Regions from separate parts of the Rattus norvegicus genome. Here region 2 is linked to region 1. Evidence: chromatin contacts called from public Hi-C data. All regions are on one chromosome and are shown on one strand. The core of a region is the stretch at or near the end of the contact, and the rest is flanking DNA. Distances in the headings are between cores, read along the strand shown.

Region 1 (6,910 bases), core at 3,132-5,631:
GGCTGGGCTGTGCAGAGTGAAATGGAGACAATGGAGCTGACCAGAGACGAAAAAAATGGAAGCAGCTTGGTCTTCCCTTTGAATCCTAAGCTTAAAAAGTTCCCAACATTTGCCCACCTCAGTTTTATGAACTATTAACTCTTGGGTGCCTGTCCCTTCCCCCCTTTTTAATTGAGGTGATGTCTCTGTGGGTGATAATCTTTGCCATCAAATACTGGGGTGGTAAAGAATAAATAACTGGTCTCTTAAGAGTCTAGGTCCTCACACTTGAGAAAAGCTGTGCTCCAGGAGCTGTTAAGTAACTGTGACAAGAAACCTCACACCTGACTTGACCGTGATCACTTCTGAGCTGATGCTCAAGAAGGCCATGAAACAGGTGCTGGAGCTGTTTTTAATGCAGCACTGACACTTCCTCTGGGCTCACCAAATAGCTAACAGAATGAAAGTCTGGCGTCTCTGCTTTCACCGAGTGTCTAGCTCCTTCAAAGAAAAAAAAGTCAGAAAAGGGGGAGGGGGCGTGAGGCCTCCTGCCAACAGCATGCAGTGATCTGAGTAATGTCAGCGCCAGAATCACTCAGCAAAACTATGTTCAGAAGTTGTGTGAAGAAAATGTTTGCAGATCGGAGCCTGCTGGTGTGGAGTAACCAGTTGCACATTAATACTTAGCTAATACAAGGACTATGTCTAATTTATTTGTTTACTTCTAACATACTCGTTGCTTATAGTATTTTACTAAATTTGATTAGCTGTCCTTTCTGTTACCAGTCTCATCTGGATTTTTCATGTTTTTAATTTTATAAATAGTTTGAAGTTTGAAAAATTATTTTGTTGACAGTATTAAAAAATATATGTTGTTCTACTGTTGCTGCCAATCCAACCTTAAGAGAAATGTGGTCCAGTGAGCCTCAAGCTGAGCAGGACTGGTTTTTATCTTGTCACAGTGTGCTATTTTACTGTAAACAGCTTTTTATAAATTTGAAAGAATTTTCATTTCTGAAAATTTTATCAAGCCTAAAAACAGTCACAGACATGTCTATAAAAAGATGTCTGTCAACTGTATTTCATACTTTAGAGGGAAGCTTGTTGCAGTTTTAGCTCACTGTCAGCTATTTCCAAGGGATTTTTTTTTAAGTACGGTGTAAAAACAGTCATGAAATGTTAAAGGTCTTCTGCAATCTAACTGATTTCTTTATGATTCAATCATTCCAAGAAGTCAGTTTAACAGCTGTCTTTACATCCTATACTAGGAAATTCAGCAAAACCTTCCTTTAAAGAATAACACTAGATGAAATTTTGAAAGGTATTGAATGTCAAGAAAAAACACAGAGTTGAGCAATGGTGGCACACGCCTTTAATCCCAGCACTGAGAGGCAGAGGTAGGTGGAGCTCTGTAAATCTGAGACTGTCAGCCTGGTCTACAGAGTGAGTTCCAGGACAAACAGAACTACACAGAGAAACCCTGTCTCAAGAGAAAAAGGAAGAGGAGAAGAAGAAAAGGAAGAAGAAGAGGAGGAGGAGAAAAGGAAGAAAAGAAGAGGAAGAGGAAGAGGAGGAGGAGGAAGAAGAGGAAGAGGAAGAAGAGGAGGAGGAGAAGGAAGAGGAGGAGGAGAAGGAAGAAGAAGAGGAGGAAGAGGAGGAGGAAGAGGAGGAAGAGGAGGAGAAAAAAAGACATAGTTCCTTATGGATGTCTGTTTAACGATTAAATCCATCCAGGCATAGTGGCGCATGCCTGTAGTCCCAACACTTGGGAAGTCAAAAGTAGGAAGATCGTGGTTCTGAGGGCAATCCAGGCCACACGGTAAATTCCAGTCTAGCCAAGGCTGTTTAGAAAGAACTTGACCACCAAATAATGATAAAATAAATAAACAGGAAATAGTAAGATGCTGCCAAACAAGTCCTTCTACAACTAACTACATATTCACACGTATATATCTGTTCACTGAAATAGGGCCTTGCCATGTAGGCCAGGCTGATCCCTCTGTGTAGTCTCTGTGTAGTCCAGGCTTGCCTTAAACTTAGGATCCTTCTGCCTCAGTTTCCCAAGTACTGGGAATACAAATTCAAACTACCATGCTTTGGGAGGCAAGCACTCTGCCACTGAGCTATTCCTCCAACACTAAATATACATTTAATCAAACAAGTCTTTTAACTGAGCCACTCTTCACCTGTAAAGTAAAACAGCATCCCATAGAGCTGTTATGAAGATTAAATAAAATTAAGCCCACTAAATAATTAATATAGAATCTGACCATAGGAAACAAGCCATTGGCGAGTGTGACTAAAGTAATAATCAGAAAGTCTAACACTCAAACAAGAAACTGCTAAAAACTTCAGTTCCAAAGAGAGATGAGGGGTGGGGAAGAGGGTCAGTCACACATGAGCAGCCACACTCAACCACACTACACCATGGACCCACCATAAAACCTCTAAGGAAAGCGTTCTGCACAACTCCTGGACTGACCAAGAAGATAGTGCACCACAATTGTACAGGGACTGAAGATCCTGGGCTCAGAGCCTTAGCAGCCTTCTTTGTTTGTGTCTTCTATAAACATAATCAGTGTTTCCATCAGCTCTGCAATTGACTACAGCAAATCAGCAGCCTCAGAAAGGGATGGCAGGCAGGCCCAACTTGTAGCCAGCTCTCTCAAGGGCTGGGTAGCCCCGCCTGCCCCTGGCATATTTCCAAGGGAACAGTGCTGTGGGCTAGCACTTCACCAGTATAGTCTGCACAACTCCAGCAGTGTCAGGACACCCACCGGTGTCCACAAGGAACTAGAGAGCTGTTTGGTATAGAAAAATCATACACTTGGCCTCATAAGTGCTGAGGAATAGAAATATTTTAATTTTTGGCAATCAGAAAGCTAAGAAGACTAAAAGAGTGCATTCTAACCAGGGGAGGTTAAAGTTAAACCAGGGGAGGGAGAACTAAGCTTAATTTCAAAGGAAGAAATGAACGGGCAAGCAGTCCTCACCAAACAGAAGTCATCACCAAAGGATACAAGGGGGTTTTAAATAAAAACGCAGCTGAGATTTCTCTGATACTGGGGTGTCTGTGTACATGTTCAAATACTTAACTAGATGTTCAAAACCCTACCCTGAAGAAATGAAGACAAGATAATAAGTCCCAAGAGAAGCATTTACCATGAGAACTGTTTAAAGTATACAAGGGAGAAGGTGAGAAATGCCCTCAAGATTAATTAACTGGAAAGTACATTATTGTCCTGCTTGACTCAAGTAATGCCAACATCTATTCCAGACACAGTGTTTAAAAACAGCCATGGAATCAATTCTTGCCTGTGTGGAGGAGGAAGTTCCTAGTGATTCATCTTTTATGAATAACTTTATTCAAGGAAAATATATTAACAAACATCTGACCAAAAATATAAGTCAATCATCATCTCGTTTTATACACTGAGCTTTTATATGAAAGCTTATATGTTTATTGAGGGTTGAGATATAGTTCCGTGGTAGAATACAAGCCTGCCATGCTTGCCGCCCTGAGTCCAGTCTGATTTAAAAGGAAGACAGACCAGCTACAATAAACCATAACAGGTCAGTGCTAACACCCAGCAAGGAGTCAGTGGTTCTGTAGACATCCGTGCAGCCTCCACCTCAGACCTGACCACAGGTTTGACTCATACTAGTGAGGTGTTAACTCACCCTAGCTCTCTTCCAAATCCCCTCCTCCAATTCCAAGTATGTAGATGGACTAAAGTCTCTGCTAATTTCTGTTAGCACCTGTTCTTTTTTGGTTTCTGCTGCTGTGATAAAGACCACAACCAAAGCAACTCAGAGAGGAAAGGGTTTATTTGGATTACATAGCAGGGGTCACAGTCCACTGAGAGGCAGGGCCCTGGGGGAGGGGCCGAATGAAGCAGACGCCACAGAGGCACACTGCTTACTGCTTGCTCCTCACCTGCTTTCTTAGGGCGCTCAGCACCACCTGTCCAGGAGAGCCCGCCCACAGTGAGCTGGGCCCTCCCCCATCCATCATCAAGGCAGAAAACCACAGGCCAATCTGGTGGAGACATTTTCTCAATTGAAGTTCCCTCTTCCCAAATGACGTTAGCTGTGTCAAGTTGACCTAAAAACTTGTCAGCACGTCTTTTAAAAAGATGTTTTCTAAACGTGTATATAATAAAAAGTCCAAGGGTGAAGATAAATTCATCTATACAACATGTATAGATTCACCAATATTGAGCCCTAGACATGCAAAATTCATCCCATACTTCGTGCGTCTCGTCAAACACACACCTGAATTACACTGTGTGAAATAATAAAGCTTTCTCAGAGAGAATGGGGAAGATTGAGGAGGACTGACCGACGGACACTAAGCTACCATTACACGGGTACAAACTGCTGTTCCAGCACACAGAGCACTGACCTCAGCATCAACTCTGTATTCCAAAGAGCTGAGAGGACAGGCGTGAGGTCACAGCAACAGATGGATATAACTGACCTCTTAAGGCAAAAGCTGCACGGTCCCCGCTTTAACTGCCCCAATGGCTCCCCACTGATCTAAGCCAGATCTACCTCCTATGGCCTGTTTCCAAGGAGGGCTTCCCTGACTCTGCTACACACCTGTCCCCCCTCTCACCATCCCCTGCCCTTCCAGCCACACAAGCCTGCTTAGCTCCTCTCATAAGCCAGTTAGTTTCCTGTCTGGCTTATGGCTTCTTTATGAGTTTTGTTTTTTGTTTTGCTTCAAATTTTTGAATTTCAGCCAACTGCTTTTCAGCAGATGGAAATGTCACATTCAAAGCTCCTGAAGTAATGAAAAATTACATCCATGTTCCTTTACTGTAGCCTTGAGGTTTTTTAATAATTTATCCTATATGTAATTAAATAGTTACATAATTCTGTAATGGTTCTCTCAACAGTAAGTAAGCTCAAAAAGGACAAGGCCAACCTCTTTTTAGACCTCACTGAGCACAGTGCTAACACAGTAAGGGCATTTATAGAGCTCTAATGACACATGAAGTTCTTGCTACATGTTCTGTGACTGAATGAAGTAGTCCTGATACACTCTCTTGACATGTGAAGAAGTTAGAATACTGGAGCTCCCAGCTCATACATTTTACTGTAGAGTTCGTGTTCTGAGCTATGAACAAGTATTATGTACTAAGTGCAGGATGAAGAAATCATACATGCCCAGGCTAGAAAGTTGCTTATAAGACTAGCAAATAATTCACTCCCCATAACGAAGCACGCATGAAATGTGCTATTAACCATGTAGCCAGAAAAAAAATAGAAGAAAAAGGACTGCCTAGTTTGCTTCGCTAGGGAGTTCTGACTATTCTTAAACAATGCAAGTAAGAGTTTTAGGTAAATAATTCATATCCAGATGAAAACCAGTAAATTGGTTATAATTAGAGATTTTTGCAGTAATCCAATAGATGCAGAGAAGTGTGTCAAGAAACTGAGGGGCTAAGGATGTAGCTGTCTTGGTAGAGGATCTGCTTACTGTCCAGGAAGTCCTGGTTGGCTTCCCCCAGGACTACATAAACTAAAATTATGTACCATGGAATGTGCACGAAATATTGGCACTTAGGGGACAGAATCAGGATCATGAGAGCATCAAGGTCACCCTTGGCCACCCATCAAAATCAAGGCCAGCCTAGGCTATAAGACCCAGTTCAGAAGACAGGGAACAAGAGAGACAGACAGACTGCCTGACCAGTGTATTCCACATCTTATGGCTTCTCATTTCTCTTCCATATAAGAAGCTGGCTCCACATAGAGGTGAGAACCATCGAGGTATAAGGAAGCTATAAATTCCTTATGATGCAAACCCTTCCTGAACCAATCAGTGTTGACAATATAACAAAACCCAAAAATACTACTCTAGATCAAATGAAACCAGAGAGTCAGCCATATGCAATGTGGGAATCTCAGCTGAAAGCTATCCACAGGGGTTGGGGATTTAGCTTAGTGGTAGAGCGCTTGCCTAGCAAGCACAAGGCCCTGGGTTTGGTCCCCAGCTCCGAAAAAAAGAAAAAAAAAAGCTATCCACAGAAACAGACATTACTGACAGCTGACAAAACTGAACCCAGAACGTGCCATCTACCGTTTGTGAGAAGACAATCACCCTGTGGCCCACCATCCTCTCCCATTAGCTATGCCAACCACGGTTAACTTCAAGTCCTGTCTAAATAAAAGAGACTGGAAGTGTATAGAAGGGTAAGCCTTTAAAATAAATGTTTTGTTCTTCTCTGTTTAGTTGACTAAAACAGAAAGAATGGTTATTAAGTGGCCTCAGAAACATGCACAGATGCTTTACATATGATCAACAACTGGACTTTGGTTTGTTTTTCTTGCCCTGAGATTTCATGTCAAGCACATGCAAGTAACCAGGCCCTAAAGTGCAGTGCTTCCTGCTTTCTCAGCATTTTCACGCCAGGCACCATGGGTGCTGGAGCCATAACAAGGACTAAGAAGGCACCATCCACTAGACGTGATGCTGCACACCTTTAATCTCAGCACTAGGAAGGCATAGGCAGGCAAGCAGAGCTCTGTGAAGTCCTCAAAGCTAGCCTGGTCCAGAACAGGTGGGACTACTGTCTCAGGAAGAAGAAAGGAGAAGACAGTATCCTCGCCACAACATAAACAAGTATAATTCCCTTTGCTTTCTATTTGAGGAGTCTGAGGCTCCTTAGGTTTAGCACCCAGACTGAGATCAGATGGCCGTGGCTTGGGAAAGATAACATACAAATTCAGGTCTCCCCCGAAGCTCACCTTTGCTAATTGTACCATCCCTCAGTCTTTAGCATAAAATCAACAGGAAAAAAGTACACACACAAAAATTCACTTTTTTTTTTTTTTTTTGGTTCTTTTTTTCGGAGCTGGGGACCGAACCCAGGGCCTTGCGCTTCCTAGGTAAGCGCTCTACCACTGAGCTAAATCCCCAGCC
Region 2 (6,390 bases), core at 2,706-5,205, 46 kb before region 1:
TTCTTTGGGATCCTGGCATAGACTGAAGACCAAGTGAGACATCCAGCCTGATGGACTGACACCTACTGGATTCTTGGATGTTCCATTCATAGGCAATCATTGTTGGATTAGCTAGACCACAGCCCAGCCTGTAAGCCAGTCTAATAAATTCATACGATATATATATATATACATATATATACATATATATATATTACACACACAGAGAATTATTCTGTAAAAACACTGAAACTTTAATCTGGAAATTAAATTCTCTAGATTTCGTGTGCTTGAAATTTAGGGCAGATACATTTCTAACTTTCAAATTTCTCAGCTCTGCTCCCTAAAGATCAGAAATTACTCAACATCAATTCATCTATTTAATAAATACGTGCATTGTTTAATATTTACATATGTGATATGTATATGTGCATATGAATATAGTATATATCATATACATGTATATATGTGTATATAGTATAGACATGCATATGTACACACACACACACACACACACACAGATTCTATAAGTTCCATTGCTCTACAGAACTCTGACTAATACACAAGATGCAGATGAGCTATGTTTTTGAGGGCACAGTACATTAACAAAACAGAGGGGCCAAGAAAGGTACTGCTTTCCACCCACAACAGGCAAACATGGAGGAGAAGGTGGCTGAGGATGTCTCCCCAATAAAAATCACAGTCCTATCTTAGTTCTGAAACCTAAATCAATAATCCTATCAACATGGGCTTTTATTTTTTTGAGACATCTTTTACCTTTCCTGTGTAATTAGTTTAGATTCTCTATAATTCTATGCAAGTTAGAATTCAAAGAACACAGACCTTTAAATAGTCTCTTCCCTCCCAGCTCCCACGCACTGACGATCCTAGATAGCTCTGACTTAATATCAAAGGCAGGGCTGTTGGATAACCTGTGTGCAGTAAGATTCACACTAGCCCTTCCTTGTCACAGCTGCTGGCTTTTATAACATCCTATTCAGACAGGGATTGCATGAAGCAAGCTGCTAATCTTAGAATATTAAACAGATGAATCAATGTTGAGGAATTTTAAAACTGATTTCTGATCTTCAGGAAGCAAAGAGCTGAGAAATTTAAAAGTTAGAAATGTATCTGCCCTAAAATTCAAACACATTAGAACTAGAGAATTTAATTTCCAGATAAAAGTTTTCAGCGTTTTTACAGACTAATTGTGTGTGTGTGTTTGTGTGTGTGTGTGTGTGTGTGTGTGTGTGTGTGTGTGTGTGTGTGTGTGTGTGTGTGTGTGGTGCTTTAATGATCTAGGTAGGGTTTTGCAGACTCCTAATACATACTGAAGTCACATCTCCTCACACTCAGAGATACGCCTGTCTCTGCCTCCTGAGTGCTGGGATTAAATTCCTATCTTCCTCCCAGTGTGTTTCTCTGCCTTTCCCAGCACCAGTTTCAGCTTTATGAGTAAAAGTTTTAAAGCACTCATCTGGAACAAGAATTTGGGGGGAGGGGAGAGACTAGGTGGATTGACAGGGAAAACAGGCCTTTCTCCTCATTTTTATTCAAAAGCTTTTAAAATTCTAAAGTAGAAAAACAATGTTTTTTAGAACCTAGAATTTCTTACTAGATATTTCAAAATAGTAATGAGAAACTGATACTACTACTATGGCTTGTGTCTGCAATCTCTCCACAGGCTCATGGTTTTCATTCCTGTTACCCAACTGGTAGCACTATTTGGGGAAGACCATGGAACCTTTAGAGAATGAAGCCTGGTAGGTGGCTAGGGGGTGGCTCTTGAAGGTCACCACCACCCCTGCTTCCAGTTTTTCTCTGGTACACCATGAACTGAGAGGCTCTACCATGCTTTCTTGGCCACAGTGGACTGGAACCCTCTAAAACAGTGGTTCTCAACCTGTGGGTGGCTACCCCTTTGGTAAACCTCTCACTCCAAAAACATATTTACACTATGATTCATAACAGTAGCAAAAGTACAGTTATGAAGTAGCAATGAAGATAATTTTATGGTTGGGAGTCACTAAAACATGAAGAACTGTATTAAAGGGTCAGACACAGCATTAGGGAGGGTGAGAACCACTGCTCTAAAATGATGCACCAAACAAGTCCTTGCTCCCTCACTCTCTGCCAGGTATTGTGGTCACAGCAACGTGAAACAACTAAGAGTTGCCAAGGTGCTGCTATCTGAGCTACAGGCCTAAGTTTAAACTAACTGACGTTTACAGTGGTTTTCCATTTAAAACTGGCTTGTGAGATATTATATAACGTATCTTTAAGAGAAACTCTGAGGCGGGCATTACTATGGAGAGGTTGATAGTCATAGAAATGAAGTGGTTTGCCCTGTTCTAGAATTAACTACTTCCCCATCACTCTGCACACTTGGAGAGTCAGAAAGGAAAAGCATTTCTAATACAGCACTCACTCAGCTCCGGCTAATGCTCAAAAAGGATCTGGCTTTGAACCGACCATGTGACTAACTTACACAGACCTTACAACGCTTCTGCAGCTCACAGAGGCTGTTGGCCTTAAACCTCTTTCAGGTCCTGGCCCCAGGTTCCACTTTGAACAATTTAAATAGAGACAGAAGAATGCAAGTCTGGCCACGTGGACAGATGGGAGATTCACACGGCAAAGGTATTCCCAGAATTCTGCCTTACTATTCCTTTCATCAGGGTCATTCTTTTCCCATAGCTGCTGCCCAGGCTCATCTTGTCCTTCTGGCAGAGCTGTGTCTTCCTGATAAGAGCACAGAGTCTGATGGCAGGGTGGTTGTGGCCCTTTGCCACTGCCCCTTAGAACTATCCTCTTTGATAGGGGATGAGTCTACTGGCCAGTTCCAAGTCAGTTTCTCCTTTTGCTATAGAAATAGAGTCTAGGGGTTGGGGATTTAGCTCAGTGGTAGAGCGCTTGCCTAGCAAGCACAAGGCCCTGGGTTCGGTCCCCAGCTCCGAAAAAAAGAAAAGAAAAAAAAAAAAGAAAGAAAGAAATAGAGTCTAACTGAAGGCCAAGCTTGGTAAACAAACTTTGGATAAACTTTTAACATGCAATATATATATATATATATATGCGCTCTGTCTTCACACACACCAAAAGAGGGCATCAGATCCCATTATAGATGGTTGTGAGCCACCATGTGGTTGCTGGGATTTGAACTCAGGACCTCTGGAAGAGCAGAGCCATCTCTCCAGCCACTGGAGAAACTTAACATCCCTAAACTTCAATTATGCTAAAAGTTTTTCATTCCTACAATTTCAGACAAGTCTGGTGAGTATATACTTATCTTTTCCGTCATACTGGGGGCACTGCGTTATTTCCTCAGATGGTTCATGGGTAACTCCCGTACAGCGTCGATTCAACACCTCACACTTCTCTGCATCGACCTAAATCCCTACCTCCTTCCTCAACACAGCATTCAATAAACAAGGACTCTACCGAGCATGAGGAGAGGGGGGACAGGACAAGTTCTACTTTTTTGCCTTTCTTTCTCATGCCTTGTTAATACTCCAAACGCCTCCCACTCCCCCCAGCAAAGAAAAGCAACTCTGTTAGGTGTTTCTCCAGCTGGTGGTCCAGGCCGATTTTTTTTCCCTGAAGATTTCTCTTTGACTTTCACTTAATGTTCAATCAGAAATCCTTCTGAAAGCAAAATGGAGTATGAAGCTCCCTGGGTACAAACTGTTCACCCATGCTTCCCTTCTCCTAGCCTCAGCTCACACTGGAAATGATTACAAGAGTCTTTTGTTTTGGATTAAGCTCCTACACTAGGTCCCAAAGAATAGACTCAAAAAGAAAAAAATAGTCACCCATAATCAAGTTAAGCACAGCCAAACAGAATTCCCCAGGAAAGCCAGTTTCAATGGGCACAACAACAAAATCCTTCTGTTTTAATCTTTTGGGGGAGGGGAGGGGAACTTGCCTGGAGAAACTTGATGTTAACTTGTCAGTGATTCTCCTATTGTTCAGCCTCTCTTCCCTGCCTTGTAAGGAAAGCGACTCCATCAATCAGATCTTTGTTCCCTAGGGTAAGGAGGGCAGAACCTCAGTCTCCTCTGGTCAGAAATGCTTACCCATTTCAATTAATCTACAACCACAAAGAAAGCCAATCAAGATCTCTTAACTAAAATGTTAATTTGTTGTTATTATTATGAATAATATTTTTATAATTTTAGACTGGTTAATGTTCTTATTAACCAGTTAAAATGGAAGGACCTTATTATCATATCCATTAAAACTGGCTTTCCTGGAAAATTTATGTTTGGCAATATTTAACTTTATCATGGGTGACTCCATTTTTTTCTATTTAGGTCTATTCTTTAGTCCATTTATTATTATCATTATTATTATCATTATTTATTATTTTTATTATTATTATTATTATTATTATTATTATTATTATTTGTTCTGAAGCTTAGTTTTATTTCCTGAAATAAATAAGAACTATAGTCTGTCTGCACACCCTGTGAACCAACACTATTATTAAATACATCTGTTATTGGTCAGTCTTCACTGGCTTACCTTCAACCAACTTAAAAACTATCAACAGTTGCCTTCGGGACTTGATCAAAATGCTTTCAGGTCCCATTGGCTTGTTCTCAAACAGCACCCTCAGTAATTTAGGGAATTTCCAGTGTGAGGTAAGTTTCTTTCATTACCAGTTCTGGGGGCAGCTGAGTGACACCTCCTCCACCGCGTACCCACCTCAGCAATGAAATCGTGCAGTTCTCCTTCAGTGGGGCTGCATCCTAACGACCTGATAATCGTCCCAATCTCTCTAGGAAAAAGGTGAGAAATGGAGAGGCAACTGTAGTATGAATTATCAAATAATTACCTAAATTATTTCAGCTCACAGGTAACATGGCAACCACCTCACTTAAGTATTGGCTCACAGTTCCACGAGAAACTTCCTAGGAAAAGAAAAGGGTACGCAAGAGCCAAGGCAGCCCAAGGATTCACAACTAGCAAATCAAGCCCTGACTGGTTCAGAATCTCAAAGCCCCAGAGAAGGAACGGGGACAAGATGAGGGGAGGAAGAAGGAATGTCTGCCACTTGAAGGCTGGTTTTAAATGCTGTTCAACTCAGATGGAGAATATATGTTAATCATTTAGTTAGCACAAGCTAACTGTAGCCTTGCACTGTGCTAGCTGGGGGCTACAGGAGGAAGAAGAGACAGGCTGGGTTAAATTTTACTTCACTCCTGCTCATCTCAGTTGAATCCTGTCCTCTTATCTTGAAAAAGCAAATGCTTACAAAGCTATCTGTAGAAATAGTTGACCGTGTTTGCTAAAGAAGGAATGTCCCAATGGCTACCCACAACATCTGCTTCTGTAAACACACTTAAACTACAATGGAAACATCCTTTCATGGTCATAAGACCCAGAGACAACCCTCACAAGGTCCATGCAAGCAGGAAGCTCCACATTGTTGCTCAAACTATAAAACCTGTAAGAAACCATGGGATGGAACCAGACTTTGCAAAACACTAGCTTTGGTCTACGCTCACTGCACTTGAAAATTCGGAAGCTCTGGATAGATCTACAACAGTGTTCTGTCAAGTGAAAGTGGAAACGGGGCTGGACATGAGTCTATTACTCCTTGAAGATAGGGGAAAAGTGTATGGAAAGAATGGAGTCCCTTTTCTTCCTCTATGAAGGCAGCGATGGGAACTACTGCCTCTGCTATGGTAAGAGCCAGGTTTGTACTGGTTGAGCACTGGGCTTGTGCCTCGAGAAGCAGAAGTGTCTGGCTCTCTGAAGATGAGCGGCATGCCCTGATAAATGGCAGACGGACATATGGCCAGACAATGCAGCTCACTCAGAGTTACTCAGTGGCAATTCAATGAAGGCAATGCAGAGGTCAGCTGATAGAAGAGAGAAGGGAAAGTGAGGAAGGGACAGCAAGGTGGCATTTAAATGCCAGGATTTAGATAGTAATGAAATGAAATGAGTCTATTTCAAGAGCTCTCCATGTGTGAGGCTCTGGGTTCAAATCTGAACACCAGCAGGGATGGAAAGTCCAAGTCTGTGAGGTGGGAAGAAAAGACAATCAGCAGGTACCCTGATGACTCAGAGCCTCACTTGTTTCCCACAGCCTAAAGGAAACACGCGGCTGGATACATAGAGACTCAGCGATCCTCCAAGCTACTCTCACACAGCACTGGTGCCAGCAACATGGGAACACAGCAGAAGGGGCCAGGTGGGCACCACAGAGCTCCAGATGGCTGGCTTCTAGATGGGCCAGGATGCTGGCTGTTGTGAGGAAATCAGGCTGCTGATGCTGCAGCCCTAGGAGCAGTGATGCTCCCAGTGATGGGAAACAAAGAAAAGAGAACACAGGATAGAAAAGGGCCAGGCCTTTGCACTGAAAGAGAAGGAGGCTTAGGAAGAAAGAAAATTGAAAGGGAAATG

What was found. Hi-C and Micro-C count contacts between places; a contact is called where the count stands out from the background.
Region 2: a contact with region 1 is called in a Hi-C map of Schwann cells, with 1.9 times the contacts expected there. The contact joins two enhancer-like sites. A contact is called at or near these places in 5 of 12 Hi-C or Micro-C datasets (the A7r5 cell line, Schwann cells, frontal cortex and 2 more).

What each region holds. Positions count from the first base shown.
Region 1 is chr13:92,689,347-92,696,256 of GRCr8, reverse strand. All of the region lies in intron 1 of Efcab2 (EF-hand calcium binding domain 2), which reads right to left. Among named protein-coding and RNA genes, the nearest start is that of Efcab2, 8.6 kb to the right of the region's middle. Within about 2 kb of position 4,381, at least 9 of the 93 cell types and tissues checked have an H3K27ac peak or open chromatin away from gene starts, as enhancers often do. A contact at or near this core is called in Schwann cells, where this site is marked.
Region 2 is chr13:92,735,861-92,742,250 of GRCr8, reverse strand. All of the region lies in intron 2 of Efcab2 (EF-hand calcium binding domain 2), which reads right to left. Among named protein-coding and RNA genes, the nearest start is that of Efcab2, 55 kb to the right of the region's middle. Within about 2 kb of position 3,955, at least 4 of the 93 cell types and tissues checked have an H3K27ac peak or open chromatin away from gene starts, as enhancers often do. A contact at or near this core is called in Schwann cells, where this site is marked.